Regions from separate parts of the Mus musculus genome. Here region 2 is linked to region 1. A link is a contact called in public promoter capture Hi-C data. All regions are on one chromosome and are shown on one strand. The core of a region is the stretch at or near the end of the contact, and the rest is flanking DNA. Distances in the headings are between cores, read along the strand shown. Region 1 holds the start of Cstf1 (cleavage stimulation factor, 3' pre-RNA, subunit 1). Region 2 holds the start of Nelfcd (negative elongation factor complex member C/D, Th1l).

Evidence for each region. Capture Hi-C pulls out chosen DNA fragments and counts their contacts.
Region 2: a promoter capture Hi-C map of liver shows a contact between it and region 1, with 3 times the contacts expected there. The contact joins the promoter of Nelfcd here to the promoter of Cstf1 in region 1. A contact is called at or near these places in 2 of 39 promoter capture datasets (liver and pre-B cells) and 1 of 9 other capture datasets (liver).

The regions. Positions count from the first base shown.
Region 1 is chr2:172,369,658-172,376,915 of GRCm38.p6, reverse strand. It overlaps Cstf1 (cleavage stimulation factor, 3' pre-RNA, subunit 1), which reads right to left and starts at 5,913. Exons shown (of 6, transcript NM_024199.2): 1 at 5,889-5,913; 2 at 3,787-3,987; 3 at 1,001-1,278; 4 at 667-864. The coding sequence starts at 3,955. It overlaps Aurka (aurora kinase A), which reads left to right and starts at 6,346. Exons shown (of 9, transcript NM_001291185.1): 1 at 6,346-6,443.
Region 2 is chr2:174,413,740-174,421,473 of GRCm38.p6, reverse strand. Nelfcd (negative elongation factor complex member C/D, Th1l) reads right to left here and starts at 5,670. Exons shown (of 15, transcript NM_020580.3): 1 at 5,518-5,670; 2 at 1,329-1,447; 3 at 1,041-1,150. The coding sequence starts at 5,604.

The DNA.
Region 1 (7,258 bases), core at 4,664-7,163:
GAGAGACAGGGTGAAGAGGGAAGAAGCTAGACCCAGGTGAAGCCAGAGACCGAGGAGCCAGAAGATTAGAACACATTGCCAAAGTTAGCATGAGGCCAAGCAGAGCAACTCAGGAGGAATGGAGAGAAGCCAGGTTGCATCAGTGAACTTGGAGAGCTGAGCCTGAGCAGCTGAGTTGGAGCAGCCAGCAATGTGAGCTTATTTATCAGTGAGTCAGAAGCTGACAACATTCTAAGCCTAGACTAGACTGCATGGAGCACTTCGGTGGCGTATAGGTACTTTTAGGGAAGGCAGCGCTTTCCTCTTTTGTCTCCCCTCTGCCCCCCTCCATTGTTTTGGTTGTGCCCCCCCCCCAGTCCTGAGGCTTGATCCCAGTGTCATAAAAGTGACCCACTCCTAAACCCCCTTTTGACATAGGGTCTCCCTCTATGGTTCAAGCTGGCAAGGAGTTGACTATGCAGCAGGTTAGCCTTGAACTTGTGGCAGACCTCCTCAGTGTTGGGATTACTGTGTGATCTACCATACCCTGCTCATCTGCAGTCTTGCTTGGGCAAAGGACAGCCAGTGACCCCTCAATGGCATCTTATCTAAGTACCAGGTAGGGCTGATCACCGAGACCACTTGAAATACTGTATCAGAAAGTCAAGTGCTCCTGTTAGGTCTAACCTGAATGTATTTGAAAGCTCTTTTTGCAGACGGTTTGGAATAATCGAACAATTTCAGAGTATAATCCCTTGAGCCCGAGGCCAGGATCTGTTCTGTTGGGTGAAAAGCAAGACACGTGACTTCATCCACGTGGTCGTAAAGAGTTCGGATCACTGGGTGGTTCTCCATGTTCTGTTGTGCAGTCTCATTCATCATGACCTGGACCAACAAGAAAAGGAGAGATAGATGCTCAAGGCACAGAGGCATGGATCCACGCCCACAGTCCCACGGGGCAAACCAGAGCTGGTGACAACACAGCCACGCTGTCTGGAGCAGTGGTAGGCGGGAATGGTACCTCAATTGGCATGGCACTTTTGGCCAACATTCTTTCTGTGTCCAGTATCTTTATGGAAGCATCAGCAGATCCTGTGGCTATCAACTGCCCGTCTCTGCTGTAGGTGGCCACGCGGCACGGGCCTTTGTGGGAAGTGACATAACAGGTTTCATACTCGGAAGCCTCTGGTGACATTGTTTGAACGTCTGCATCAAACTCCAGGTCGATCCCTGTGCCCGGGGCAACCGTGTCAGAGCGACCAATGGCATACTGGACCGCAGTGTCATCGTTCTCCATCCCTAAAGGAATCAAGAGAAGAGCATGAGAAGATCTGTAAATGCAAAGACCCATCCTGGAGCGGATGGATCGTGAGCCCTGTCCATTCCATGCTATGTGAGGCGCACTCCATGGGCAGAGTGGGCTGGGAAAGGGGATTTCCGCCTCCACAGCCATTCACTTGCTCTAACCAGACAACAAAGTGCAACGCAAGCAGCAGTGTGGCCATTATTCCATCTTTCCCATTCAGAATGGAAAACAACACTTGGTTTATTCTGTGCTGCTGAGGACAACCCAGGACCTCACACCTGCCAGGCAAATAGGCTTCCACTGAGCTAGTCCTCCAGCCTTCAACTCTAACCTTTAGGGCTATTGTTATTTATGACATAGCCCGTAATCCCAGAATTTAGGAGTCTGAGGCAGGGGGATCTTGAGTTTAAGATCCACAACTTAATATACATATTGAGTTCATGGTAGCCTGGGAGACATGAAATCCTATTGCAAGCAAGCAAGCAAGCAAGCAAGCAAGCAGGTAAACAAATAGCTGGGCATGATGGCGCTCACCTTTATTTATTTTTATTTTTGGTTTTTCGAGACAGGGTTTCTCTGTATAGCCCTGGCTGTCCTGGAACTCACTTTGTAGACCAGGCTGGCCTCGAACTCAGAAATCCGCCTGCCTCTGCCTCCCGAGTGCTGGGATTCAAGGCGTGTTCCACCAAGCCCGGCGGTGCTCACCTTTAATCCCAACACTCACAGGAGGCAGAGAGCAGAGGCCAGCCTGGTCTACATAATTTAAGTTCCAGGCCAGCCAGGGCTACACAGGGAAACCTTGTCTTCAAAATAAAACAAAGAGGCTGGGAAGATGGCTCAATGGTAAAGAGTGCTTGCTGTCCTTGGGTCCAGTTGCCACCATCCACTTGGTGACTCACAACCACTCATACCAGTTCTAGGAGACTGGGTGACCTTTTCTAGCCTCTGTAGGCATCAGGCATTCATATAGTATATGCACAAACATGCAAACAACACACACAAAATAATAAAAATCATCCCTCATAACAAACAGGAGAGGGTTGGATTAAACATAACCTCATGTATCACATAAAAATAACAGTAATTGGTACAGGGACTCGAAGCACATCAAGAACTCTTGTGGTCTCAACTCCTGCTTTACAAAACAAAGCGGCCTCAGCTATAACTACGAACCTGCCTGGCTGTTTAAAAAATTTAAATACAACCCATCAGAACAAGTCTTCAATATTATATTGCTTCAATGTCATGTATTTTTAAAAAAAAGATCATTTATTTACTTTATGCATACATTTTGTGCTCTATCTGCATATACCCTATGTGTCAGAACAGGGTATCAGATATCATTATAGATGTTTGTGAGCCACCATGTGGTTGCTGGGATTTGAACTCAGGACCTCTGGAAGAGCAGTCATGCTCTTAACAGCTGAGCCATCTCTCCAACCCAACATTATACACTTTTAAGGATATCTAGAATTAAAGTCTTAAAACACCTCTCCCTATGTGCATGTGTGTGTGCGTGTGTGGTAATCACTTGCTGAAAGCAGGAAATAGACTGAAAGCAACCTGAAACAAAACAAACTTCCCATAAATGTTCGGAGTAACGTTGGATGCAGCTGGGGGATTTCAAACACTGCGGAGGGGGTAAGGCAGGTATCTGTAGTGGGTTTGGCCTATGCTGAGTGCATTATAATGTTGATTTGTGTCTCCAAAACTGCTTATATGACTGTCCACACTAAGACACTAAGATGTCAGCAGCCAATGGCTGGGCAGGACAGAGGTGGGACTTTTAGGATTCCTGACTGAGAGAAGAGGGAGGAGATCCACCATGCCAGGAAGAGAAGGTGGAGGAGACAATGCCTGAGAAGAGTGGAGGACAGCGAGGCATGGCTGGGTGAAGAAGCCAGGAGAGTGCAGCCCAGCTGGGCAGCCCTCTGGGTCCAGGGCAGCCAAGGTAGAATATAAAATTTAGTAAGGCTAGGAAGTGGCCCAGCAGCAGTGATGCTTAAGGCATGTCAAACATAAAGGCTGTGGGTGTGTGTAAATCTTTGGGGTGGGTAGCTGGAACTTGCCAGCACCAGGTCCCTTTATAAATTATTTATTTCAACAGGTATCAATGGCTAACCCACGATCCTAATATCAACAGAAATTCTGGTCTACCTGGTGAGTATGGAACGGGAAGGTGAAGACGGCGTGGAACTGAGACAAAGAACAAAGCAAGCAGTGTCTGTTAAGTAGGGAACCAAGCGGAGGAGCATGGAGGAGACAGGGTAATCTTTATAGGGGTGAGAGGGCCGTGAGTCCTGAGCTGGGACTTGAGGGGAGTGCCCGGCAGATGGGTACAATATATGAGAAGCAGCTTCGTCCCCTGGACTCCACCCACTCTTTCAGTACCACCACTGTATTCTGCATACATCCACATTGAAGGTACACAGGAGTGATTTCATAAACTGCCCCGGGCAAGCCTGGAGACCGTCCTTCTGGAATCCACACCCACGGTTTACCTAGCTTGATGAGATGCAGGAGCTGCTCCGAGGGGGCGCACACCGACTGGGGCTTGATCTCATTGATGAGGCCATTGGCGATACTAATGTAACCGTCGTAGAGCAGCTGGCTAATGATCAGCTTGTAGAGCTGCTGCCGGTCCTTCAAACCCACTTTGGTTCTGTACATTTTGCAGAAGAGTATGACAGTTTCCCTGACCGCTGCAAGAGAAACCAGGCACTGAGTAAAAGGCAGGGAGAGGCACACCCCAGGCCCTGGAAACACAGGGCTCCTAGGCCAGGCGTAACACACACTTCAATCTCAGCTTCAGTAGGTGTTTTATCTTAGGATGGCGACCTTGCTTTCTCTGTTCAGGCTCCTCAGCTGTTACCTAAGTTACTGGAGTTTAATCAAAATGGTGCACAGAAAGTGCATAAAGAAACTATTAAAATAACATCACTGATAGATACAGTAGGATCCCTGACCATCTTCTCTTCGCTGATAAACTTTTATTCCCTGTTGCTATCCCTCCGATTCTTCTGTCAACTGTGGAGTCTGCAATGTTTCGGTGGCTGCCTGGACCACTTTACACCAGCTGGAATGTAAATCTACTAGTGACTGTTGTGCTTATTTTTAAAACTTGTTTCCAGGCAACCGAGCTCATTATTATAATTATACAACTTGATGAGGTAGTACATGAACACACAAATACATCATAAAAAACAAATAAGGATAACAGAATGAAAAAATAAGCTAAGTTCAATGCTTTGGGAAGATCCTAAGTTAAACTGCTTAATAAAAATGTGTCAAGCACATGCCCCATGTCTTTATTCCCAGCACTTGGGATGCAGAGGCAGGCAGATCCCTGTGATATTGAGACCAGCCTTGTCTATAGATCCCTATCACAGGCCAGCCAGGACTACATAGTGGGACCCTATCACAAACAAAAAAATGATTACCATCAAAACAAATAAATGTAAAAATCCAAACACATTATACTCTTAAGATCTAAGCTCTCCAAACAAAACTGATTTCTTAATCAACCTGGGTGGGTAATTTGATAAGTATGTGTGTGGTTAGATGTTTGACTATAGGAGTCTGGAGACATCAAGCAAGAAGGTAGCCTGGAGAAACAGCCAAGAGTTACAATGCTTGCTGACAGACACCCCGGGCTCAGTTTTAAACCAAATGACTAGCAAGGCCACACAGCATAGTACTGACCAGAGTTCTTAACAATAATAACACCATGCAGGTCCTACTGGCAGATGCGGTGCCAAGCACCTAATTAGCATCCAATCACTAAACGAAGCTATTCAATATATTCGTGTTCATTAGAAAGAAATGGGGGCTGGAAAGATGGCTCAGTGGTTAAGAGCACTGTCTGCTCTTCCAAAGGACCTGGGTTCAATTCCCATGGCGGCTTACAACTGTCTCTAACTCCAGTTCCAAGGGGCCTGCCACCTAGACACCAATGCATGTAAAATAAAGCTAAATAAGTTTTTTTTTAAAAAGAAAGAAATGAATACAAATCTACCCCTGCATAAGATATTGGGACACAACAGAGGGTGAAATGTGTTCTAAGAATCTAGGGCACCCGTTCAAGTTAAGCCCTCCCCTTCCCCTCAAAGTTGAGGGGGAGCCTGCACACTCCAGAGCCCAGAACTTAACCATTTGACCTATCATCTTTACTCCTGTCAGGAAACATCTGGGGTTGTATCACGACATTTAAAGAAAACGGGGGTGGGAGAAGGAGGTTGAGCCTTTACTTAACTCCCCGCTTAACTTCCAATGGGACACAGATAACTTATATCCTTCCCGGAGGGGACACCGAGGCACGAGACCGGAGGAGCTCGCCCCCGGAAAGCTAACACCGGGGAATGCAGGGGGCCCAAAGCGAAGCCGCGCGACCACTTCTGCTCAGGGCGGAATTCCGGCTTGGACCCACCGGGACCGAGGCCCTTTGAGAGCCGGGGTGCAGGCCGGGCCGGCCAACTCTAGGACACGGACTTGGGGCGAGCGGCCTCCTGCCATCCTCTCCGTTAGCCCCGGTCCTTCACGTGATCCACTACAGACCCTAGCCAACCACACTAGCCCGCTTCCTTACGCCCCCTTGACCCCGTACCCGCAGATCAGGGTCTCGGTCTCCCGCTCTCTTCTAGAAAAATGGAGGAGCGAATCGTGCCCGATCGATCGCTCGGAGTGCACACCCAGTGCGCACGTGCAAAGGGCATGCAGCCGAGCGCCGAGCATCCCTGCTCCCTCGCAAGTCTGCCCTTCTCGCCATCTTACTCACTGGCACGTTCGAGACGCTCATTCACCGTCTCCGAACTAATCACCTCCGCGACTGCCTTGAATCCAAAGGGCTGTGTGTGACTGGCGAACGCCTGATCCTGGGGAGCACGGCGGGCGATAGAACGGCCGCAGATCGGACGGGCCGTTGGTGCACCACTTCCGGGCTCCGACAGCTCAGTGCGCCTGCGCCCAGCTACGGCAGGGAACGAGCTTCCCATAGTCGCGTTTACGGTGAGCCAATCACAGAACGGCATTGCTCCGGCTCTAGCCAATCAGCTCTTGGAGTAGAGGGTTTGACTCCTATTTTAAAAGGAGAACCTTTGAATTGTAACGGCTGAGCTACCGGGATCGCTTGGAGGCTTCGGTCGGGAGCAGGTTCCTGCCTGTGAGTTGGAAAGGGACATGGCTGTTGAGGGCGAGCCTGGATGCTGCAAACGGATAGGGAAGGCTGTGTGGCGTCGGGGTAATGGACTGTCTCAGTGGGTTTGCATTCTGTTTAAGAAAGGTCCAGACGTTTAAGATTTCCCGGCTTGGTTTTAGGTTCTTGTGGGAATGGGGATCCAGACCATCAGCTAACCGAGTAATTTGCAAACCGATGGTGGATGCGGGAACTGCGGCTTATTGGGGACTGCTTCGGGTGGAGAATCAGAGTCTAAGTCGACTCGACGAGTCTGTGGATGAACGGGAGTTCCCTCGTAGAGTGCCCAGGACTGGTGCTGCTCTTCCCGCAGCCTTCTGAGCAGTTTATGTCGGGACTACTTGAGGGTCTGTTTCAAAGCGCAGACCCGCTAAAGCTCAGTTTGTAGAATATTCCAGAAGTTTTAGGATTGAACACTGCCTTCGTGGTGGCCGCCGCTGTTTATTCCAACAGTAAGGTGGTGGAGGCAGGATCAAGTCAAAGGTCATCCTCAGCTACACAGTAGGTCCGAAAAACCAGCCTAAATTACATCCACATACGTCCCTACCTCAACACCTCCATCCCCACCACACACACACACACACACACACACACACACACACACACACCTAAATGTGTGGTTGCTTACATCAGCAGTCTGAGGCAGGAGGTTAGCCTTCGATTTAAGGCCAGCCACAGCTAATAAGTGAGAGCCTGTCTGGGGATGTAGTTCAGTTAGTAGGGTGCTTGCCTAGCCAGCCCTGGATTCCATTCCCAGCACTTGGAACCCCGAGGATGGTGAT
Region 2 (7,734 bases), core at 4,421-6,920, 2.0 Mb before region 1:
AACTTATACTCATCAAAAACAGAGGGCCAGGTGAGGAGCTCAAAGAGCACTCTGGCCCTGTGGAGATGGCAGGTGCAGTCAAGAGCCTCACTAGGATCCAGTCACCCTGACAGCCGTGAGGCAGCTGGTTTCCGGACAGTGCTTGAATGACGTCAGTGTACCCAATTCAGTGGATTTACAGTAAGGCTCTGTTCTGATCACATTAGCTAAAAGCCATCTTCAGAGCCAGTCCTAAATTATCCATCATTTAGTGCTGGCTGTAACAGGCCTCTTGAAAGGAGACACTGAGCATACACCGTGGAACCCTGTAATTCTACGGCTGGGGAAGCAGCTCGGTGAGAATCAGTTCACAGGCTGCCTGCAAACCCAGCAACTGAATCAGAGCTCAGAGCTGAGCACACAAAGCGGGGGACTCAGTCCTTCTGCCTTTGAATCTTGGAAACCAGGAATGCTTGGAAGGCTAATCTATCAGCATTGTAAGGACCCAAAGGTCTCTTGAAGAAGATGAGCAGAAGTTGGCTAGATGGCTCAGTGGTTACAGTGCTTCTCATACAAACATGGGGACCAAACTTGGATGTCTAAAACCCATGCAAAAGTACCAGGTGGGCATAGTGGTCAACTTGTAACCCAGCACTCAGCAGGAAGGACAGGGTCTACAGCAGCACTCAGCAGGAAGGACAGGGGTCTACAGCAGCACTCAGCAGGAAGGACAGGGTCTACAGCAGCACTCAGCAGGAAGGACAGGGTCTACAGCAAGCTGGCTGGTGAGAGTAGCCATCTCAGCAAGCCCTGGGCTTGACCGAGACCCCATGATAATGAGTGAGGCAGTAAAGCAAGCCAACAAGACTCCAAACTCAACCTTGAACCCCCATCTGCATCTATGCCCATCACACCCATGTGTACACATATGCTTGTGCACCCACACATCTATGTATACACACACACACACACACACACACACACACACACACACACAACTTGTAAATGGAAAATGAAACAGGAGGGTAAGTGGCCAGGACAGGGACTACCCTCCCAAGCACCTGTCTGAATGAGCCACTCAGCCAGCAGGTTCACTGTCTGGGCCACTGCCGTGTAGTTCTCAGATAAGAGCTGGATGACGTTTTCTGGAGACCCTCCTGCCTGGAAATACCTGGGAAGAGCAAAAGGTCAGCTTTTACACTGAGGGGACACAGAGGAGCTGGGGTAGACAGGTGGGCAGGACAGGCAGTCGGGGTTCAGGGTCTTCTAAGGGGCCAAGGACTCTAGCCAACTTCCCTGCCGAGGTCACATTCTTCACACCCCCGAGTGTGCACACTGCCCTCGCACACCTCTTCAGAGTGTTGAAGATGGAGGGCTCCATGATGTAGTCCCGGGTGGAAAACTTATGCAGGCATTCCTGCTGCACCTCAGCATCGTCCTCTCCTTCTCCGGAATCATCTTCCTGATGCTGGGAAAGGCAAGAGCCCCGAGAGGTCCCCTTAATATATAAATGCCCTGCAATCTTGCTCTAGAGATCTCAAAGACCATTTTCAAAGTGTCACACGCATGATCTCATCTGACCCTATAACAACCTCACGATGTGAGCTAGACAAGAGGCAGCTTCAAAGGGGTCAGGAACCACACCAAGCACGCTATCTGCTGGATGGTCCACAGTGGTGAGTCTTGTACACCAGGCCTGGCATTCTCTTTCAACAAAGGCATTCATGACTCCATTCCAGTCAGGAGTGGGGTCTATGAGCTGGCCTAGGGAGGACCAAGAGTGACAGCTGACATTCAGCTCAACAGTCAGCCACCGACACTACTCCACACCGGCTCCCCGATGCTCTCCAGTAAAGACTAACAGAGTGACTCTTGACAGTAAGAGCCACCAAGTTACACTTACTATCACCAACCCTCCAAATGACAGGCTTGTCTAGATTTAGACATACTTCTAGCTGGAGGCCACCCACGCTGGCTGTCTGACCTGCTAACAAATACATGGTATGAGCCGGGCAGTGGTGGCGCACACCTTTAATCCCAGCACTTGGGAGGCAGAGGCAGGCGGATTTCTGAGTTCAAGGCCAGCCTGGTCTACAGAGTGAGTTTCAGGATAGCCAGGGCTACACAGAGAAACCCTGTCTCGAAAAAAGAAAAAAAAAAAGCCAATAAAAAAACAAAAACAAATACATGGTATGGTGGACCGAGTGACCTCAGGTCTGTCTGGCTGCAAAGCTGTCGTCAAAATAGCAAGCAGATACTCTGTAACAATGACTGCACTGAGTCTGGGAACCTGAAAAATACAAGACATAGTGTTTCCATGGGAGGAGTTCGCAAAGTAGGAGGCCAACCTCCAGGCAACTGACATGATGAGGTAAGAGCCAGGCCAGGAACCAGCAAAAGAGCCAAACTCAATCCTCTCCCTGTTCTCGTAAAGAAAATATTGAAACACAATTATAGCCACTCTTGTGCATTATTATCCGTGACTACTTCTCCTAATCTGGTTGTTAAGTAGTTATGAAACAGCCCCACACAACCTAAGACACATACAATGTGGCTCTTTACAAGAACTTTGTCCCAGTGGTCTAGACTCTCTGACAGCAATGTGCTAGGAGCAGACAGAGTCCACCGACTTCATTCTGATGGCTGGGGTGTATTCTCTCGGACCACATCTCTAAAGGGTGCCTGCAGAAGGTTGCACTTCAATCTAAGAGCCACTCAAACGATGTCAGCATTGCCAGGCTTCTACCCTGCCCCCCACCCTGACAATATTTCTCCGACACACCAGGCCTTGAAGCCTCTCTCATGTCTACAGCTTCAGCCGGCTGGACCTGTCTTGACCACTTCAGATGGAAGCATGCAACACCCTTTCCCACTCTACATCCCAACAGGACTCTGAACTCTCAAGTTCAACTGATCCGGTCTTTGCCTGGAAACAGAGCAGCCCGCACAACGAGACTTCAATAAATGACTCCTCTAGTCAGCCATGTGCCACCCAGAAACCTTGGATGTGTCCTCAGTTTCTCCTCCTCTCCCTTCCCTCCTACTGTCTGCCAGCAAGCCCCCCCACCCCCCGCACTCCATCTCCCATTCGAGGGTCCAGGATGCTTCCTGCAGCAACACCTCCATACGCCTGCCTCAATCTGTGACCCCACGAAATCACCTTTCACGTCGATGCTACCCTCGTTAAGTCACAAATCTGACCTAGCTGCTTAGTTTCCTGTTTCCCTCGGCAGGGAAAAGAACCCCAGCTCTGATGTAACCCTGTCCTGCTTACCTGTGCAGTCTCAGCTACCATCAGTCCCGTGTACATCCTGTGGACAACTCATCTAAGTGTCTATAAGTCAATTGCTTTGAGCTCCCACCATCCGGACTCAACAGCACTGTAGGCTCTCTACCTCGTCCTGTCCCCAAACCAGGGAAGATGGACCCAGCTCAAGTCTCCATCCTCCAGCCCTCTGGACTTTCGCCCCTTCAAGTACAGTCAGAGAATAGAGATGAAGCAAGTGGGCAAAGCGCAGGGGTGTGCAGTGTTTTCACACTGTCACATTCCCACCTACAGGCGTGCTGAACCACAGTCAGGACACCTAAGTCACAGGTGTGACACCCCACTAGCTCATCCCTCTCATTGGAGAGAACACATTAGGGTCAACAGGTCAAACCAGCGTCACTAAGACTGAAATTCAGTGCCAGGTATAGTGGCGCACACCTTTAATCCCAGCACTTGGGAGGCAGAGGCAGGCAGATTTCTGAGTTCGAAGCCAGCCTTGTCTACAAAGTGAGTTCCAGGACAGCCAGGGCTACACAGAGAAACCCTGTCTCGAAAAACCAAAAACAAAAAAAAAAAGGACTGAAATTCAGTGGACTCTAGGCCAGGGCCTGGCACGCCTAACCCTCAACAGACACAGAACATGGACGACAACCACCAAGCTAATCCACAGAGTACTTTCTTGTGTCTGTGTGGTCTCCTGAGATGTTCCTGTGTGTACATTGTCTGTGTGTAGATGTTAGAGATCAAGGTTGGGTGTCTTCTCCAGTCACTCTCCACACCCCTTTTTGAAGGTCTCTCGGTAACACGGACGGTTCAGCTGGCTGGCCAGGGGGCTCCAGGGATCCCCCGGTGCTGGATTACAGACAAGAGCTTTTTATGTGGATGATAGTTTCTGAACTCAGGACCTAGTGCTCCTGTGGCAAGCACAGTACTCGCTAAGCCATCCCCGACTCTTACTGAATCTGAACCACCTCAGTTACTGAGCCACTTAAGTGACACAAAGGACATCACTCTGAGTCTTCTTTCCTTCCTTATGCCCTGGGCAGGTGGCTGAGTCTTTCTGCCTTATTTTACTTATGAATAACACTCAATTCAAACTCTAGAACAGTGGTTCTCAGCCTTCCTAATGCTGCAACCCTTCAACACAGTTCCTCATGCTGTGGTGAACTCCACCTGTAAAATTACTTTTGTTGTTACTTCATAACTGTCATCTGCTACTGTTAGGAATCACAATGTGAATATGCAAGATATCTGATATGACCCCCACAGGGTCACAGCCCACAGGTTGAGAACTGCTGCTCTAGCGCCTAGCCTGCGATACCACACAAAAGCACTTAGCCCAACATCCAAATTAGCTAAATCCAACTCTATATATCCACCTCCGAGTTCCCAAGTGATGTAGTATGCTCTAGCATACAAACAGATGCCCAGGGTCTTATGTCCTACTGGTCAGCAGCTAGCTCTATAGGACCCCTGGAAGCTGCAACTGATGACTGACAGCTCCTGGTCCAGCAACCAACCAACCAACCACGGAGGGCTTCCCTCACTCGGTTCCAGAAACCCCTCACCTTTCCTCCATCACCCTCACTGCACCACTGACCACTCCACTGGTATACCTCACTGCATCCCATATTCATTCAAAGCTCATCTCACTTCCTGTAGAAAAGCCAAATTCCAGGGCCCCTACTCACTGTCCAGAAGGATATGGGAGGCTTAAGTCAGTCATACAGCTGGGTGGACTTCTGATTTCCTAACCCTGGTGTTTGGGGGGACACTGAACGATACCCGTTCCCCATCTCTCACCCAAATCTTGGACAGTCGGGGCTACGAGATCTTTCCTGTCCTGTACTCTAAGGATGAATGAAATCACCCAAAAGTGGAAAAAAAAGTTTGGTCTGTCCAGCACCGGAGAGTGTTTTCCCAACCCCAGAATGCTGCTGGAGTTTGGAGTTAGTTTGTTCACTGTATCACTGTGGTCCACTTCTCCCTTAGAGTCTGTCCTGCCCCCTCGGGCACCATGGCTTCTGCTTCGCAGAGATCAGCCCCAGGTGTCACTGGGAATCGGAATGCATGGGAAACTGAGGTCCCTAACGGGGCAGGACCGGCCCGAAGCCCTGAGTGCAGTTCCTGGACCCGCTTTGCTAGGGTCCGGGGTCGGAGGTCAGGGAGTCAAGGGTCACGGGTCCCCGTACCCGGGTCTGGCCGGAGCAGGAGCCGCGAGGACAGGACACAAACCCGGCTTCCTGGCGGAACGCCTACGGCCCTCTCACCTGGCCGCCGTCTGCCTCTTCGCCCCACTCTGAGGCATTCCCGAAGTAGTCTTCTCCCATAATTGTACCCGGCGCCGGACCCGCCATATCTGCCGCGTCTCCTCACTGCGCGTGCGCCGGACACAACAAATGGAAGAGCGCGTGCGCGGTTCTGGGCCTCAGGCAAGGCTAGAGAGGCGGAGTTGGAAAGGGGCGTGGTTACAGAGGAGGCGTGGCCTAGTCTTTGGCCTGCTGGGCGGGGAAACACCTTGTAGGATCTCTCATGAGCAAGATGGCTTGAGTCACAGCTTTATGTCTGCCCAGAACACTTCCAAGTTACCTTTTCTCCTTTTTAAGACAGGGTCTCGCCGGGCGCGGTGGCGCACGCCTTTAATCCCAGCACTCGGGAGGCAGAGGCAGGCGAATTTCTGAGTTCGAGGCCAGCCTGGTCTACAAAGTGAGTTCCAGGACAGCCAGAGCTATACAGAGAAACCCTGTCTCAAAAAAAAAAAAAAAAAAAAAAAAGACAGGGTCTCACTCGGAAGTGCAAGCATGCTTCCAGTTGCTATAAAAACCTCGAACCTTCAGTGAGCTTAAGCTTTGCCTGGACAGTGCAGCTGCCAACCGAGCAGGTATCACAGAAATGTTCGGATTTCTTTTACTATGGGCAAAAAGTACTCGGTGCATTGCAGAGCGAGATATAAAACATATTTCCAGTGGAGGAGGCCCTACAGCCTACAAAAGCCATGACTGGGCTCTGGAAAAGTGGACCCACTGAACACCTAGACTGAAGATACCTGGAGAGGCCTCCTGGCAGGTGGCCCCAAATCATCGATCGGGGAGGTTAACACCATGGGCTCTGGATGCAGACAGTGAGGAGAGGCTAGAGAAAAGAGCCAGCCATGTAGTACAGTCCTCAGGCACTGTCTGCAGAGCTGTTGGAATGCTATTTTACTTCTTCCTTCCTTCCATCATTTGACAAGTGTTTGTTGAATAACTCCTAAGTGCCTGGATCATTGATAACACCTGGAGTACAGTGACGTACTCAGGGACGAGATCCTTGCCACTTTGCCACCCATGATCCGAGGGAGCTAGCCTGCAAACAAAGGGGAGAAATGATAATACTGGATAACCAAAGTAAATAGTCTGTAATGATAGAAGAGACTTTCCCAAGATGCTCAGGGTGGCTCTTTCCATTCCAAATAACCTGGTGAAGAAAGTCCCCCACCAGAGCTTGTGGCACCCTGCATTGTAGTTGATGCCAGAGCCACCCAAGGTGACAACCACTTGCAAGGCTTTAGTCCGATGGCACATTGAAGCACTAGACACAGAGTTAGCAGGTAGTCAGCAGGAATTAGTTATTATAAAAGTTCATCTGGATTTTTGTTTAAGGAAAGTGATGGAACAGATATATCTGGAATGTCTAGCTATTTGCTACACCCAAAGAGGACTTATGGAGAGGAGGGAGGAAACCAGAGTTGCAGGGAGTGAGGAGGAAGGTGGAAAGGCAAGGAATGGTCTGGTAAGAGGCTACTTAGACTTCCAGTCTGTACACTCACAGATAGCCCAGCAGGAGGTAGGTTTCTGCCTGGGGACAAAGATGTGTTCAGGCTGAGGCCATTGGAGGCAACCCTGAAAGGCTTCTTTGCAGATGGTGGAAGGACCACTTTCCATCTCTCTGCTTGGTGGGTCTAGATCCAGCTCACATGATGAAGGAGCTTTAAGTTCAGGAGTGCCCTGCTATGGATTTGTTTCAGGCTCATTTTTATTTGTTTTCTGAAAATGTTGGGAATAATGAATGTCTGTTAAATTCCAACTATGGCTCTTAGATACTGTCTGAGTGGAAAGCAGGCAGATTCATTTATGAATAATTAATTGCACGTACAGAAGCAGGGATTGTCTAACTCACCTCTCCCTTAACCAATAAATGGCTAATTATGACAGTGGTTAACAAGCCTAGCAGCATTGCATCCAGCCTATGTCACTGTTGCTAGAATAACTGATCGCTAGCCTCCTGAGATACTACTGTTCTCTGGAAAGACTCATCCAGCCTGATTTCCTTAGCTTTCATTACCTGAAATTAATCCTCTAGTTATTTGTTCCCTTGGTTAAGAGGTCTATGGGAGGGCTGGAGAGATGACTCAGCAGGTAAGAGCTCTGACTGCTCTTCTGAAGGTCCTGAGTTCAAATCCCAGCAACCATATGGTGGCTCACAACCGCCCGTAATGAGATCTGACA